Linked DNA regions of Oryctolagus cuniculus: region 1 is linked to region 2. A link is a contact called in public Hi-C data. All regions are on one chromosome and are shown on one strand. Each heading gives the region's core, a stretch centred on a gene start, on an enhancer-like site or on the middle of the called end of the contact. The rest is flanking DNA. Distances are from core to core; before and after follow the strand shown. Region 1 holds the start of C1QTNF2 (C1q and TNF related 2). Region 2 has its middle 25 kb from the start of FABP6.

What was found. A called contact is a pair of places that touch in the nucleus more often than the background predicts.
Region 1: a contact with region 2 is called in a Hi-C map of skin fibroblasts, with 3 times the contacts expected there. The contact joins the promoter of C1QTNF2 here to the enhancer-like site in region 2. A contact is called at or near these places in 2 of 6 Hi-C or Micro-C datasets (skin fibroblasts and an unstated tissue).

What each region holds. Positions count from the first base shown.
Region 1 is chr6:47,312,761-47,319,782 of mOryCun1.1, forward strand. It overlaps C1QTNF2 (C1q and TNF related 2), which reads right to left and starts at 2,598. Exons shown (of 4, transcript XM_051843572.2): 1 at 2,547-2,598; 2 at 1,987-2,064. FAM200C (family with sequence similarity 200 member C) reads right to left here and starts at 2,608. Exons shown (of 3, transcript XM_008255346.4): 1 at 2,547-2,608; 2 at 1,987-2,064. LOC138850206 (a long non-coding RNA gene) reads left to right here and starts at 3,992. Exons shown (of 2, transcript XR_011389885.1): 1 at 3,992-6,222; 2 at 6,295-7,022.
Region 2 is chr6:47,108,974-47,115,934 of mOryCun1.1, forward strand. No RefSeq gene overlaps it. Among named protein-coding and RNA genes, the nearest start is that of FABP6, 25 kb to the right of the region's middle. Within about 2 kb of position 5,603, at least 3 of the 8 cell types and tissues checked have an H3K27ac peak or open chromatin away from gene starts, as enhancers often do.

The DNA of each region.
Region 1 (7,022 bases), core at 1,348-3,847, 200 kb after region 2:
CACTGCCACCTCTTTCCATCCTGCCCCAAAGACATGCACACCCTCAGTTAAGAAAGACTGAATAGAAGAGAATAATACACTCTAAAGAAGTGCAGATTTTAACATAGTGGCCAGTTCTTTATTTTTATTTTTTTACTAGTTAAGGATTAAACAGACATGTAAAACTATTTGATCTCTGAGCAGCTTTAATTCCATCTTAAGCAGAGAATTCCAAATCAGTCTTGAATTTGGATTAAGCCACCCTTGGTATAGGGTAGGATCCAATTTGGCTCAGAATTTCCTTGCTAAGTGTAACAAACTAGCAGTCCATGATTCATATTGCACATATATAACAGCAAAACAACCTGCAGGAGAAATACAATTATTCTTGTCATCCAGAATTCAGAAAATTTCCTCTCATACAAGGATGCTCTTAACTGCCAATGAGGCATTTCATGATGCTTTTTCCTATAACTACCCTTCAGTAAAAGCAGTCAAGAAAAAAAAGCCAAAACAACAGAATGAAAATAAGCAGCATTCTTAAGGTTTGCATTAATTCAAGAACAAGATTTGGAGGGCAGTGGTTCTCCGGTTTAGTAAATGAGTCTCCTGCTAAAATACAGATTCCTGAGCCCTACTTCTAGAGATTCTGATTCTCTAGCTCTGGAGTAGGGGCCTAGAATCCATACTGTAAATTAGTATTTTAGATAACTCTTATGAGCAGTACCTAGAATAATGATCTGTTACAAGACATACCTGTTACCATCACTGGGAAGCCTTTTTGAAAGTACACATGTCCCTGTACTGTTTTAGAGAAATAAATCCTCTTCTCCAGAAGTAGGACAAAAGAATATGAAATAAAAATTGTCTGGGTGATCCAGATAAAAATTCTGGTAAGTAGCCAGATTTAGATATATGAAAAATTACCCTTTAATTCCTAGCAGATATTTTAGGTTGCCAAGAGAACAGTACAAATGCTTTGATAGGCATTTACTTTGCTAAGTTGATGACAACCTTCTATGAGAGTTGAGAGACCTAAGACAGCGAGCCATTTCTTTTCTCTTTGTCCTTAGCAAACAGCAAAGGTATAATCCACAGGTCTCAGAAACACACCTTAGAGGGGCTGGCGCTGTGGTGTAGAGGGCAAAGCCGCCGCCTGCAGTGCCGGCATCCCATATGGGTGCCGGTTCAAGTCCTGGCTGCTCCACTCTCTGCTATGTCCTGGGAAAGCAGTGGAAGATGACCCAAGTGCTTGGACCCCTGCACCCACGTGGGAGACCTGGAAGAAGCTCCTGGCTCCTGGCTTCGGATCAGCACAGCTCCGGCCGTTGTGGCCCACTGGGGAGTGAACCAGCAGATAGAAGACCTCTCTGTCTCTGTCTCTCTCTCTCTCTCTCTCATTCTCTCTGCCTCTCTGTAACTCTGCTTTCAAATAAATAAATAAATCCTTAAAAAAAAAAACTTGTTAAAAAAAAAAAAAGAAACACACCTTAGAAAACAATTCTAAGACAAATAAGTGATCCCCAAAGTTTTCAAAGTTCTATGCCATACGTGGCTGAAGTAATTTAACAGGGGCAAATTTAAATCCAAATGTCCCATTGAAATAAAAAGTTCATAGTAAGTTAAATCAAGCACATCTACTTAAAGTTCTAGATTTCTAGTGGATCTGTCAAAACCTACTTGTGAAATGCACTGTTGTGTAACTAATAAGCTGTTGTTACAAACCAGTTAAAAATTGGAGGATGTCTGCTAATCAAAAAAGATCTGAAGTTTAAAGAGTTGATCTTAAGTCTTTTTTCTCCAAGTAATGAGATGGTTGGTTACTTGTTTAGAACCATTTATGATTAATGGCAATAAAATTGTGATATCAGCATAAAAATGCTGATATTATGTATACTTACAAGGTACATTTGAGACAGAGGGATGAAGGAAAAAGCTTTGCTTTAGTTTCATTGGAAATGACCACAGAATCTTTTAAGAGTTCATTCTTAACTACCATATGCTTACCGCCCAGCAGGCTTTCCCGTGTTACAGAACCTCGCAAGTTTCACTGGCTCTTTTGTGGTATCTAGGAATTACAGTATCCTAAAAAATATAAACAGTAAAAAAGGGTCATTATAATAAGGAACTATTGTTAAACAGGAGTGCTATAGGTTTTATAGTTGCATTAAAGTCCTGTTTTGTCAGAGACAATTATTTACAAGTGAAATGATATCTGTGATTTCCACTGAAATGGTGTACTTTAGCTCACACACACAGTAGCCAGGTGGAGGAAAGTGAACTGGACTTGAGTTGGTTCATTTTTGAGGCTGGATGACAGGTATACACTATGAAGCTATTCTCAAGTACAGTTGGAAGTTTTCCGTTAAGAAAAAGTAAATAAAAAGCATTATTATAAGATACAAATTCACTTGGAGACAAGATGGGAAATGAAATGTTTTTGCAAGTTTACGAGGGGCAGATACGAAAGAGTACCCAAACTGACAAGTCAAAGTGAATACTGACTGATTTATGGAATGCTTAAATATATGTAAAAGAAAGCTCCAACCACACACAACTAAACTTACATCCAGACACTGCCCGGGTAAGCTCCGGAAGGCACGGGTGTTTGGGGACGCGGAGGCTGCGACCTTACAGCTACAAGCAACAGCCGGGCGAGAGGGGGCGAGGAGTGGTCGGTGGGCAGGGGCTCCGGGGGCGCTCCGCCTGCGGTCTCGGCTTGGACCCTTCCAACCTTCAGTTCTTCAAGCGGGGATGGGAACACTACCTACCTCATCGGGGTGCTGGGCAGTGTATGAGAACGCATGCCACGAACACGCAGCTCTGAACTGCTAGGACCTGATGCTGTTAAGAACGGAGAGCTTTAGAGGCAGCCAGTGCGAGCTGAGGGCGCCGGCGCCGAGCCAGGACTCTGCTGTCTCCACCCGCTCCTCTCCGAGCCTGGGCCGCAGGCCAGAGGATGCTCCGGCTTCTCTAAGCGCCCGTTTCAGGCTCCGGTTCCGCTCTCCGCTCGGGTAGGGTCCCCGGCCTGTGGCGGTGGAACCAGCCTAGGCGCGGTTCCTCAGGTCAGACCCCCCGGAGCAGGAATTTGAGTAGCGTGAAGAAACAAAACCATCCACAGCGACCTCCGCCCCCGGGGCCAGGATTCCATCCGGGTTCCGTGCTTAGCTTCCCGCCCGCACACTGGGTGCAGCGTCTCACCGTACGCAGGCGCAGTATCCGAGGGCTGAGGGAAACACTGCCTTGGTAGGGAGCATGCGCGGTGCTGAGCCTCATTTTTTTTTTTTTTATATTGTATACATGGAGCTGGAAATTTTGTTTATTGTGTCTGCCAGAAAGGATGAACTGTGGAGTCTCAGGAGGAGAAAACACTGCGAAGTCCACACAGCATTACTTTTTTTTTTTTTTTTTAAGATTTATTTATTTGAATGAGTTACACAGAAAGAGGAGAGGTAGAGAGAGAGGTCTTCCATCTTATGGTTCACTCCCCAGAAGGCCACAACGGCCTGAACTGCGCCGATCCGAAACCAGGAGCCAAGAGCTTCTTTCAGGTCTCCCACGCGGGTGTAAGGGCCCAAGGACTTGGGCCATCTTCTACTGCTTTCCCAGGACATAGCAGAGAGCTGGATCAGAAGTGGAACAGCCGGGTCTTGAACCGGCGCCCATGTGGGATGCCAGCGCTTCAGGTCAGGGCTTCAACCCACTGCGCCACAGCGCCGGTCTCACACAGTATTACTTTTTAACTTTCGGATCACTGGAAATAAAACCGTACACTGTGATGATAAACCTCCAGTCCACGTGAAATCAGTGAGGAAAAAGGGAAGCTCCTTGTACTCTGGAATCAAACATTCTGGCAAGTGGGGCATGGTTTAAAATCCACTGCGATCCAGTGGAAGATGGGCTTCTCCAGCGTGTCCGGTTCCCCATTTAGGCCAGTTCTGCTGTCTATCAATTACTGCATGCAGATGAATTTTCTAAGAATCTTCATTCCATCTTAGGGTAAGATTGTAAATTTTTTTTTCTATATATTTTTAAAGATTTATTTATTTGAAGGGCAGAGTTATAGAGAGGCAGAGAGAGAAGTCTTTCATCTGCTGGTTTACCCTCCAAAGCTGAGCCCATCTGGAGCCAGGAGCCTGGAGCTTCTGCCAGGTCCCCCACGCAGGTGCAGGGGCCCAAGCACCTGGACAATCTTCCACCGCTTTTTCCAGGCCACAGATGAGAGCTGGATCAGAAGCAGCACAGCCGGTGCCTATATGGGATGCTGCATTGCAGGCCAGGGCTTTTACCCACTGCGCCACAGTGCTGGCCCCCTAAATTTTCTTTAAAATTCATTTTAGCAGCAGGATTTAAAATAAACCCATATTAGAAAGGCTTTGCAGAAAAACCTCAAAGTATAGACTAGAAAACACGGTGTTAAAGAAAAAAACCCAATATAACCCTGCTATTTTGAGGTGTTCCCTAATTCTTTTAAAATTAATGCTTGGGGCCTGTGCTGTGGCGCAGCGGGTAAAGCTACTGCCTGCAGTGCCGGAATCCCATATGGGCTGCTCTACTTCCAATCTAGCTCTCTGCTTTGGCTTGTGAAAGCAGTAAAAGATGGTTCAAATCCTTGGGCCCTTGCACTCGTATGGGAGATCCAGAAGCAGCTCCTGGCTCCTGGCTTAGGATCAGCCCAGCTCTGGCTGTTGCAGCCAACTGGGGCGTGAACCAGCAGATAAGACTTCTCTCTCTCTGCATCTCCTTCTATGTAACTCTTTTAAATAAATAAATAAGTAAATCTTTTTTAAAAAAATTAATGTTTATTCACTGTTGGTTTTTTTTTTTTCAAATATTTAAGAGAGACAGATTTCTCCCATCTGCTAGCTCACTGCCAGCAATAGCTCTGAGACAGGAAGAAGCTGGGATAGTCTTCTTTAACTTTTATGTATTTGTTTTTCATTTTATTTGAAAGGCACAGACAGCAGGGACAGGGACAGATCTTCCATCTGCTAGCTCACTCCCCAGATGTCTGCAATAGCCAGGGCTGGGCCAGGAGCCTGAAACTCAGTCTGGATCTTCATGTGGGTGGCAGGGACTCAAGTACCAGCTTTGATCTGTTGATTCCCAGAATGCACATTAGCAGGGAGCTGGAATCAGAAGCAAGCCAGGACATGAATCCAGGCACTCCAATAGGGAGGTGAGCATCCCAAGCAGTACCTTAACCGCTGTGCCAAACACCTGTGTCAGTCAGTCTGCTTTGAGGAATTCCACAAAGCTGGTACATGTGAGGGGGAGCGTCTGTAAAGAAAGCAAGGAATGTCTGTAAAGAAAGCAAGGAATGTGTGACTTGTGCCTTATTTTTAGGTATTGAGGAAGAACCCAGTAAACACTGAAGGCCTGCTTCAGGTTTCTGCTGGAAGAAACTGCAACAGACCAGCCTTCCTGGTCCAGAAACCAGGACCTTAAAACACAGAGAAAGAGGTAGGTTTTATAAGCAGACACCTGGCTTCACATTTTGCATCCACACTTAACTTATGAACAGGGCAAGCTACTTAGGGTCATTAAGTTTTTGTGTGTATTGTAACACATGGATATTTTCATATGCATCACCCATTACTTATTCCATAAAGTTCTTCTGGGGACTGAGATAACATATGAAAATTGTAACAGTTCTAGCACTCAAAAGGCAGATATTTTGGGATAAGAAAATCAAAACTCACATCTGAGTAATGTTCTAGGCATTACCTGTTTTCCAAAATGAAACTGAATTAAGAAATGATTTTGGGTATTATAGAATTCTCCCTAAAATGAGAGTAAATTAGGCTTCACCAGAGGAACAGAGGCCCAAAGGGTAGACAACATGTCAAGTGAGTTTAAAGAGGCTGTGATTTTCCTAATAAAAACTCACAGAAGCTACCTTAGGCCCCCGCTGGTTAACCCACCTCCTAGCAAATATTTGAAATAATGCTACGAGCCACTCACAGTTAAATATCCTTAATTATATATCTTTAGTAGATACCAATGTCAGACTTTATTTGAACCATCCTGTGTTAAATAGTAGCAATAGGAAATTTTTTGACATTCTTAAATGAAATTTGCATTGCTATTTTAATTTCATACCAGTCTTAATAAGACAGCATGTTTATCCATAATGCTTGATAATTTGACTCCCTTACTCTCCTACCACCACTATTTCTGAGATGCTGACAATGCAGTATCCTACAACTGATTTTTGGTAACTTAGAAGACAATAAAGTTAAGGTACTCATGTGAGGTTTTTTTTGCAGTATCCTACAACTGATTTTTGGTAACTTAGAAGACAATAAAGTTAAGGTACTCATGTGAGGGTTTTTTTTAACAGGCTGTTTTCACTGACCCCACTTTATCACTATTATCTTCACAATGTTCACAGAAGCTGCTTCAGGATCATGGTAGTTACTAATAACCCTGGAAGCCATCCTTGTAATTCTTTGGAGAAACCTTCAACTTCAGGTTTTGCTCTCAATAAATTTTACAAAGTGATACCTGCTGGCTGGGAAGATTAGGTAGTGTACCTATTAGGTATTAGGTATAAGGTATATTATTAGACATCAGGTGGTCTACAATCTTTTAAAATCTAATATTCATGATTGTTACAGAAAGGCAATCACAAAACAACAAATTGTATCCCAAACCATGTCCTACAGAAGTATGATTAAGAATGGATTTCTCAGTTTGTGTCCCAGCTGCTCCACTTCTGATCCAGATCCCTGCTAACCCACCTGGGAAAGCAGTGGAAGGTGGCCCAAGTGCTTGGGCCCCTAGACCCACATGGGAGGCAGGAAGAAGCTCCTGGCTTCAGATCGGCTCAGCTCCTGCTGATGTGGCCATTTGGGAAGTAAACAAGCGATGGAAGATTCTCTCTCTCTCTCTGTGACTCTGCCTTTCAAATAAATAAATGTCTTAAAAAGAAAGAAAGGAAGGATTTCTGTATCTAAAATCTCATGTCCAGAATGATTAAACAACTATTACTGACTGGTCAATACTGACTGAAGGATGAGGAAAAAGCACTGTTTTTCCAT
Region 2 (6,961 bases), core at 4,353-6,852:
TACTTCCCAGGCACATTAGCAGGAACCTGGATTAGAAGTGGAGCAGCTGAGACTTGAAACAGCGCCCTTATGGGATGCTGGCGCTGCAGGCTGCAGCTTAACCTGCTGTGCCACAATGCAGGCCCCACCAGAGGCAATTCTGCCCACCACTGAACATCTGTCAACGACTGGAGACAATCTGGGGAGTCACAACTGGAGGGGAGTGTGCTAGCTAAACGTCTTAAGGGTGCTGTTGCGTCAGCACGCAAGAGATCACTTAGGAGAGGAAAGAAGAAAAAGGGATTCCAGGATCGCACAAGGGAGGACACAGCATTTGGAAGTCGGTAGAGGAGGAGCCAACCCGTTAAGGAGGAGCAGCCAGTGGGGGAGGAGGAAGACCATTTTGTGAAAGAACAAAAGCTTTTCACAAAGCATTCCAAACCAGAGGAAGTAATACAGTCACACACACAACACTACTAACTACTAACTGGGGTGAGTTCAGGAAGCAGAACTGGGTGTCGGAACAGAAAAGACTCAAGGAGGGGCAAAGGGACAATGGGCTCAGGATCCAGATCTGATGGGGAAGTGAATGGGAGGAAGAGGACGTGCTGGTCAAAGACGGAGACGGGGACCCTGTGCTTTCAGAGGAGGTGTGACACCGGCCTGGGAGTCGGGATACCACCGCGGGAGGAAGCGGCTGAGAAGGGCGGGCGGGCGAGGCGGGGGGAACCCCCGAGAGGATATAGAAACAGCGCCGCCAAGCGTCAGAGGGCGCCTGCAGGTGTGGGTGAGGTGGGAGTGGCAGGAGTAAAGGTGAAGTCGGCAGTGAGCCCCTCTGCCCAGCTCCAGGAAGTTGGCAGGAGGGGTTGCGGGCAGGGCAGGCGGGCCCAGGAGGTGCCGCGGAGAGGGGAGGGCAAGCGAGACAGCAACCTGCGAGGACATGATGGAGAGCTTCCCGACCGCGGGGGCGGGGCGGGGGCAGTCTCCCAGCAGATGATGGGACCCACGAGGGAGGAGGCGAGGACCCAGCAGGTCCTAGGGCAAGGGGCTGTGGGCTGTGGAGGGTACACGCAGGTTGGTGGGGAAGGGGGCAAGGGTCAGATGAAGAGTCGTGTGGGGTCTGGGGTACTCGGGGGCCGGTGCCCAGGGGAGCTTGGGCAGCATTCTGATGGTGAAAGGCCCGATGCATCCACAGCTTCTCTCCAGTGTGGGTTAGGAGCCATGCCCCTGATAAGGGCTTGCTATTATTTGTATTCTTCCTTCAAACTGCACCAGAGAATTCTCCGCACTGGCAGCTCAGCCAGGAGGGAAACAGGCTTGGGCACGCCCTGATTCCAGAGGCAGCGGCAGAAGCCCAGGGCCGAGGTGGGTGGCGGGAGCCGGGAGCCCTGAGGGCTTCCCCGAGGCTGCTCCTCCCCAGCCCTTTAGCAGCTCCCTTTTCCCAAACACGGGCCGAACAAAGGCTGCTGCTGAGCCCCGGGTGCGTCTTTTGAGCTTTGTAAAAGAGAAAGAGAAAGGGGGAGAGAGAAGAGAGAAAGCTTTAGCAAATCCCGGGGTGCAGGTGGGAGGGCTGGGCAGAACCGCCTTGGAAATGGGCAGCAGAGTGGAGGGCTTTTTCTCCTATGTCAAAGATGGGCACAAAGGTCAGGGGGCCAAGCAGGGGCGCTGCCCTTTCCTCCCCCGGGGTGGGAGGGTGGGGGAGACCCCTGCTCCTGCTCTGCCCCCATGGCGCAGCCGAACAAACTGGCCCCTAGGTGGTTCGTTATGGCCCAGGCTTTGGTCTGTGTCTGCAGACCTAGAGGGAGGCAGCCAGGGTCTGGCTGTTAGCCACATACCGGGTGGCCTTGGGCAGCTTGCCTTCTGTCTCTAAGCCTTAGATTTTCTCACTTAAAAAGAGAGAACTGATAGAATTATTGCCTGGGTTCCGAGTCTCTGGGTCTGCTTCCACAGCCAGCTTCCTGACCACGCATGCGTGAGAGGCAGCAGATGGTGGCTCCAGTAGCTGGGCCCCGGCCACCCACTGACAGACCTGTATTGGGTGCCACGTTCCTGGCTTCTACCTGGCTTGGACCTGGCTGCAGGCTTTTGGAGAATGAATTGGTGGATGCTCCTATCCACCTCTGTCTGCCTTTCAAATGGGGGGGGGGGGGGAGCAGCACTGTGGCATAGTAGGCTAAGCCTAGGCCTGAGGTGCTGGCATTCCATATGGGCGCTGGTTCGTGTCCAGGCTGCTCCTCTTCTGATCCAGCTCTTTGCTGTGGCCTAGGAAGGCAGTGGAAGATGACCCAAGTCCTTGGGTCCCTGCACCTGTGTGGGAGACTGGAAATAAGCTCCTGGGTCCTGGCTTTGGATCAGCCCAGCTCCAGCCTTTGTGGCCATTTGGGGAGTGAGCCAGCGGATGGAAAACTCTCTCTCTCTGACTTATTTCTACTTCTCAAATAAACAAAATCTTTTAAAAATGTATACAAATTGAAAGAAAAATAGGGGAGGGGCTGCTGTTTGAAGTGCTTGAGTTGCCACTTGAGATGCCCACAACCCTAATGGGATCCCTGGATTCAAATCCCAGCTCCATTTCCTATACAGCTTTCTGCTAATGTGCACCCTGGACCAGCAGGTGACAGTTCAAGGTCTCTGCCACTTATGTGGGCTCCTGGCTTTGGCCTAGTTGCATGCATTTGGGGAGTGAATCAGCAGATGGACAATTTATCCCTTTGTTTCTGTCCCTGCCTTTCAAGTAAATAAAATAATAAAAACAGGGGACTGGACTTGATTTCTCCTAAGTCCCTCTCAGTTGAGCTTGTCCCTGCAATGCCCTCCTTCTTGTGGCTTGATTTTTAAAATTTTATAAACAATTATCTATATTATTTATTTGAAAGGCAGAGTAAGAGAAGGAGAGGGAGAGACAGAGAGAAAGATCTATCTGATGGTTCACTTCTCAAATGGGCTGGGCCATGCTGAAACCAGGAGCCTGGCCCTCCATCCAGGTCTCTCATGTGCTTGCAGGGGCCCAAGGACTTAGGTCATCCTTTGCTCCTTTCCCAGGTGCATTAGCAGAGAGATGAATCAGAAGCGGAGCAGCTGGGACTTGAACCAGTGCCCATATAGGATGCTGGCCTCACAGGCTGCAGCTGAACTCACCACAATGCTGGCCCCCTTTTATTCATTCTTCACACCCTAGTTTCCACATCGCTTCCTCCAGGAGGTCCTCCCTGCCCTCTCCTGTCCCACCTGGATGGTAACCCCTTTAGACGCCAGTCCTAGTGCTCTCACTGCTTTGATGGCAGGTTTCCCAGCTTGTACCTCCATGTTCCCCACGCCCACCGCACAGGTCTACTTGTCCTGAGAAAGCAGAGACTGACTAGCTGTGCAGTGCTAAGCACATAGTAGGAGCCTGGATGAACAAACACACAGACAGGAAGGCAGGACTGGATCTCCTGTCTGAGGCTGGGATGAGGGGATAAGGACAAGAGCCCTTGGCACAGGCACAGCCCCTTCTCAGGGTATGGCAGCTGCGGCCTGGTTACCTCCTCGTTTAGGGGTGCCAGTGCCAAGCCTCACATGGATTCTGCTTTATTATAGTTCGTTTTTCTCCTCTAGGACCACGAAAGCTACACCAGGACTACACATTGGTGTGGCTCCCTCCTCCCCCTGTCCAGGTGGCTGCTGCACCAGCCCTCTGCGCTGTCCTCCCTGTGTGCAATGGCCCCTCCAGGGAGGTCTGCAGCCTGCATTTCCAGGCCTCTGGGAGCCACAGGGGACCCCTCCCTGCTGGAAGGGAGGAGTCAGCTCTGGCAGCAGCTGCCTTGCTCTGTATTGGGGTTGAGGCCCAGGCAGTGGAGGGGCCCGGATGACTCATCCCAGGCTGGAGAATTCCTAGCTCCAGACCAGCTGGGGAACCGCATGCTGAGAGAACAGACAGTGCCTGCTGTCCCCCATGGCAGAATCTCTGCTGGTCCTCCTGATCACACTGCTGGAGACGCCAGGCGGCCTGACAGGGGGTGGGGAACGGCTCAGGCCACTGGAGGAAGGTCTCACTCCACGGTGGGACCTGAAGAAGGGAGATTTGCCATCTGGCCTTCTCTGGGTTGAGAAAATCGCAACGACAGTCCCTGTTTGCCCAAAGCTGAGTTCAGGCACTCTTGGATTACGATGAATCCCCAGAGGACCCAAAAGGAAACCTGGTAGGGCTCTGGGGACAGAGGCTGTGGGTTGGGAGAGGCCCTCCTGGGGGAATGGTGTTTATATGAGTCCTACATTGTTCTCTTTTTTCTTTTTTTTAAAGATTTATTTCAAAGGTGGAGTTATTGAGACAGAGGAGAGACAGAGCGAAAGAGAGATCTTCCACCCACTGTTCACTCCCCAGATAGCCACCAAGAGCTAGGAACTTCTTCCAGGTCTCTCAAGTGAGTGGCAGGGGCCCAAGCACTTGGGCTGTCTTCTGCTGCTTTCTCAGGAGGATTAGCAACCTCTGAATCTGAAGTGGAGCAGCCAGACCTCGAATCGGTGCTCATATGGGGATGCTGGCGCTGCAGGTAGCTGCTTAACCCAATGTGCCACAACACCAGCCCGCTGTTTTATTGTTAGTGAGGAGTTGATAGCTTCATTAAAAAGTTATTTCAGGGGGGTAGAGAAGAAAGACACAGCTCTCCCACTCACTGGAAAAACACAATCCAGGTCTCCCACATGGGTCTCAGGAGCCCTGTTACCTGAGTCATCCTGTGTTGCCTTCCAGGGTCTGCACCAGCAGGAAGTTGGAGTCAGCAGCACAGTCGGGTCTGACAAAGGCACTCCAAGGTGGGATGTGGGCATCTTGATTTCTCAAATGCCCGCCCCCCGCAGCCTCATTTTTGAGTCACCACTGAGTTTCAAGGTGTGGAGGGAGTAAAGAAATTTCCTAGTCAAATTCCCTTTCCTGTTTCCCGTGTTGTCGGAGAGGGAAGGCAGCGCCTGGGCACTCTGAGTCACTCCCACATCCCCTTCCTGGGCTGGTACCTCATTACTGAGCGACAGATGTTGGTACCCAAGACAAAACCCATTTGCCACCCAGCCCTGAGGGCAGCTCTGCCTTACCCCTACCAGAACTCCCATGTGGTCCGCAGGAACCTGTGCAGCCCTCTCCAGTGGCCCTGCCAGGGGGAACAGGTGGCCATGGAGGCTCCACCCAGGCAGTTTTTGTACACACAAAGTTTTTGCTTTGTGTTTTGTACACACTGGACTTTCTGTTGCTGACAAGAGTGCCACACAGTGTGGAGAGGCTGGTTAATCCCCCAACTCCCTGCTCGGCCCCTTGCTGCTTGTGCGACTTGGGGCAGATAATACTGTCAACCTCATGGCCCCCACTCAGGGACAACACAGCCACACAGCTGCCTCCCGATAAATGGCCCTGTGAGGGTGGTGGTGGTGATGGGTGGGGGTGGGGCAGTCCCTTCCAGCTCTGAAGGCAGATCCTGGGGCAGGGTCTTCCTAGCTCAGCACGACTGACTGACACACGGGATGGATGGTTCTGCATCGTGGGGGCTGTCTTGTGCCGTGCAGCCACAGGCACGGTCTCTACCCACTCGATGCCAGCCTCACCCGCTCCCTCAGCTACAGCAACCGGATCTTGCCAAATGTCTCAAGCAGACAAAAATCAGCTCCAGTTAGCTGCAGGAAGCTAAGAGGGCGGGAGCAGCAGTGGGAGCTGGAAGGAATGTGGAAGGCAGCCTGGCCTCCCCCTCCTCTCGCAGACTCCACGGTCAGTGCCTCGGGCTCTGTCCCTGGAGAGCTCGGCTCTGCTGGAAGCTTCCTTGTGATAAGGCTGCAGCAAGTGCCTGCTGTGTGTGTGTCAGAGAAACAGAGAGAGGAGAGAGAGAGAGAGGCAGAAAGGAGGGGAGAGGGAAGGGGGGGGCGGATAGCAGATGGAGAGAGAGCTCTCGGAGCCCTGGGATCCTCTTCTTCCTCTTAGTGACCTGAGGGAGATGACCCAGCAAGCCCGCATCCAGGCTGGAAAGGGTGGGAGGTGGGAAGCAGAAGGGACCCAAGTCTGGTGCCCACCCTGGCGTGGCCACCCTCTCTGTTTCTGGAGACTGGGAGTTGCCTCCTGGCTGGTCTCCCTGCTCCCACCCTGCCTCTTCACTGCATACTACAAATGCAAATTCAACCGCCCCCTACCCCACTTCAAAGGCTTCCAATGGCTCCCCAGGACCTGGGCTTCAAATCCAAATTCTTTGCCACAACCTTCAAGTCCTCATGGTCCAGGACCCCTTCTGGCCCCCCAAATAGCAGAATTTCTCCAATTCTCACTCTCTCCCCACTAAGTCCACCCACACACTGTCCTTGCTTCAAAGACTTCCCTATGCCAAGCTCTCCCCAGCCTGGCTTTTGTGCAAGCTGAACCTTTGCCTAAAGCCCGGCTGAGCCTAGCTCAGCCGGCAGCCTGGGCAATAGGGCGTCTACACAAGCATTCCTTTATTAGACACACCTTCCCCTCCCACTGCTGGCTGAGTGGGACCTCCCCAAACACCCCACTGCTCAGGCCTGCATGTACTGACTACCCCAGAGGTCTTTGTGGCTTGTGTGCACTGCCTGGAATCTGAACTCCTGAAGGTCATGGCCCCTGCCTGTCCTTTCTGTGTTGCCAGGGCCAGGTTTGGCACATGGTGGGGCTCCGTGAGCACTGACTGAGCAGACAGATGAGTACATGATGCAGTGGTCTCCATCTCATGGCACACCTCGTCCCCGGCGGCTGCCAGGGGCTGGCCCAGCCCAGAGACGAAGAAGACAGTAAAGGTGAGGCAGTGGTAGGGCAGCAGGTCGCCCCGGGAAGCTGGAAAGATGTGCAAGGGCAGAGTGGAAAGGCTACTTGGGGAACCGCTTATTCCTTTTGCTGCGATGCTAATGACAGATTTGTCATGGCTTCAAAGGTCCTTTTCGTCTTTGTGACTCTCAGTGAGAGTCTCATGGTTACTAAGCCGGCTTTCCACAGAGGAAGTCCCATTTGTGG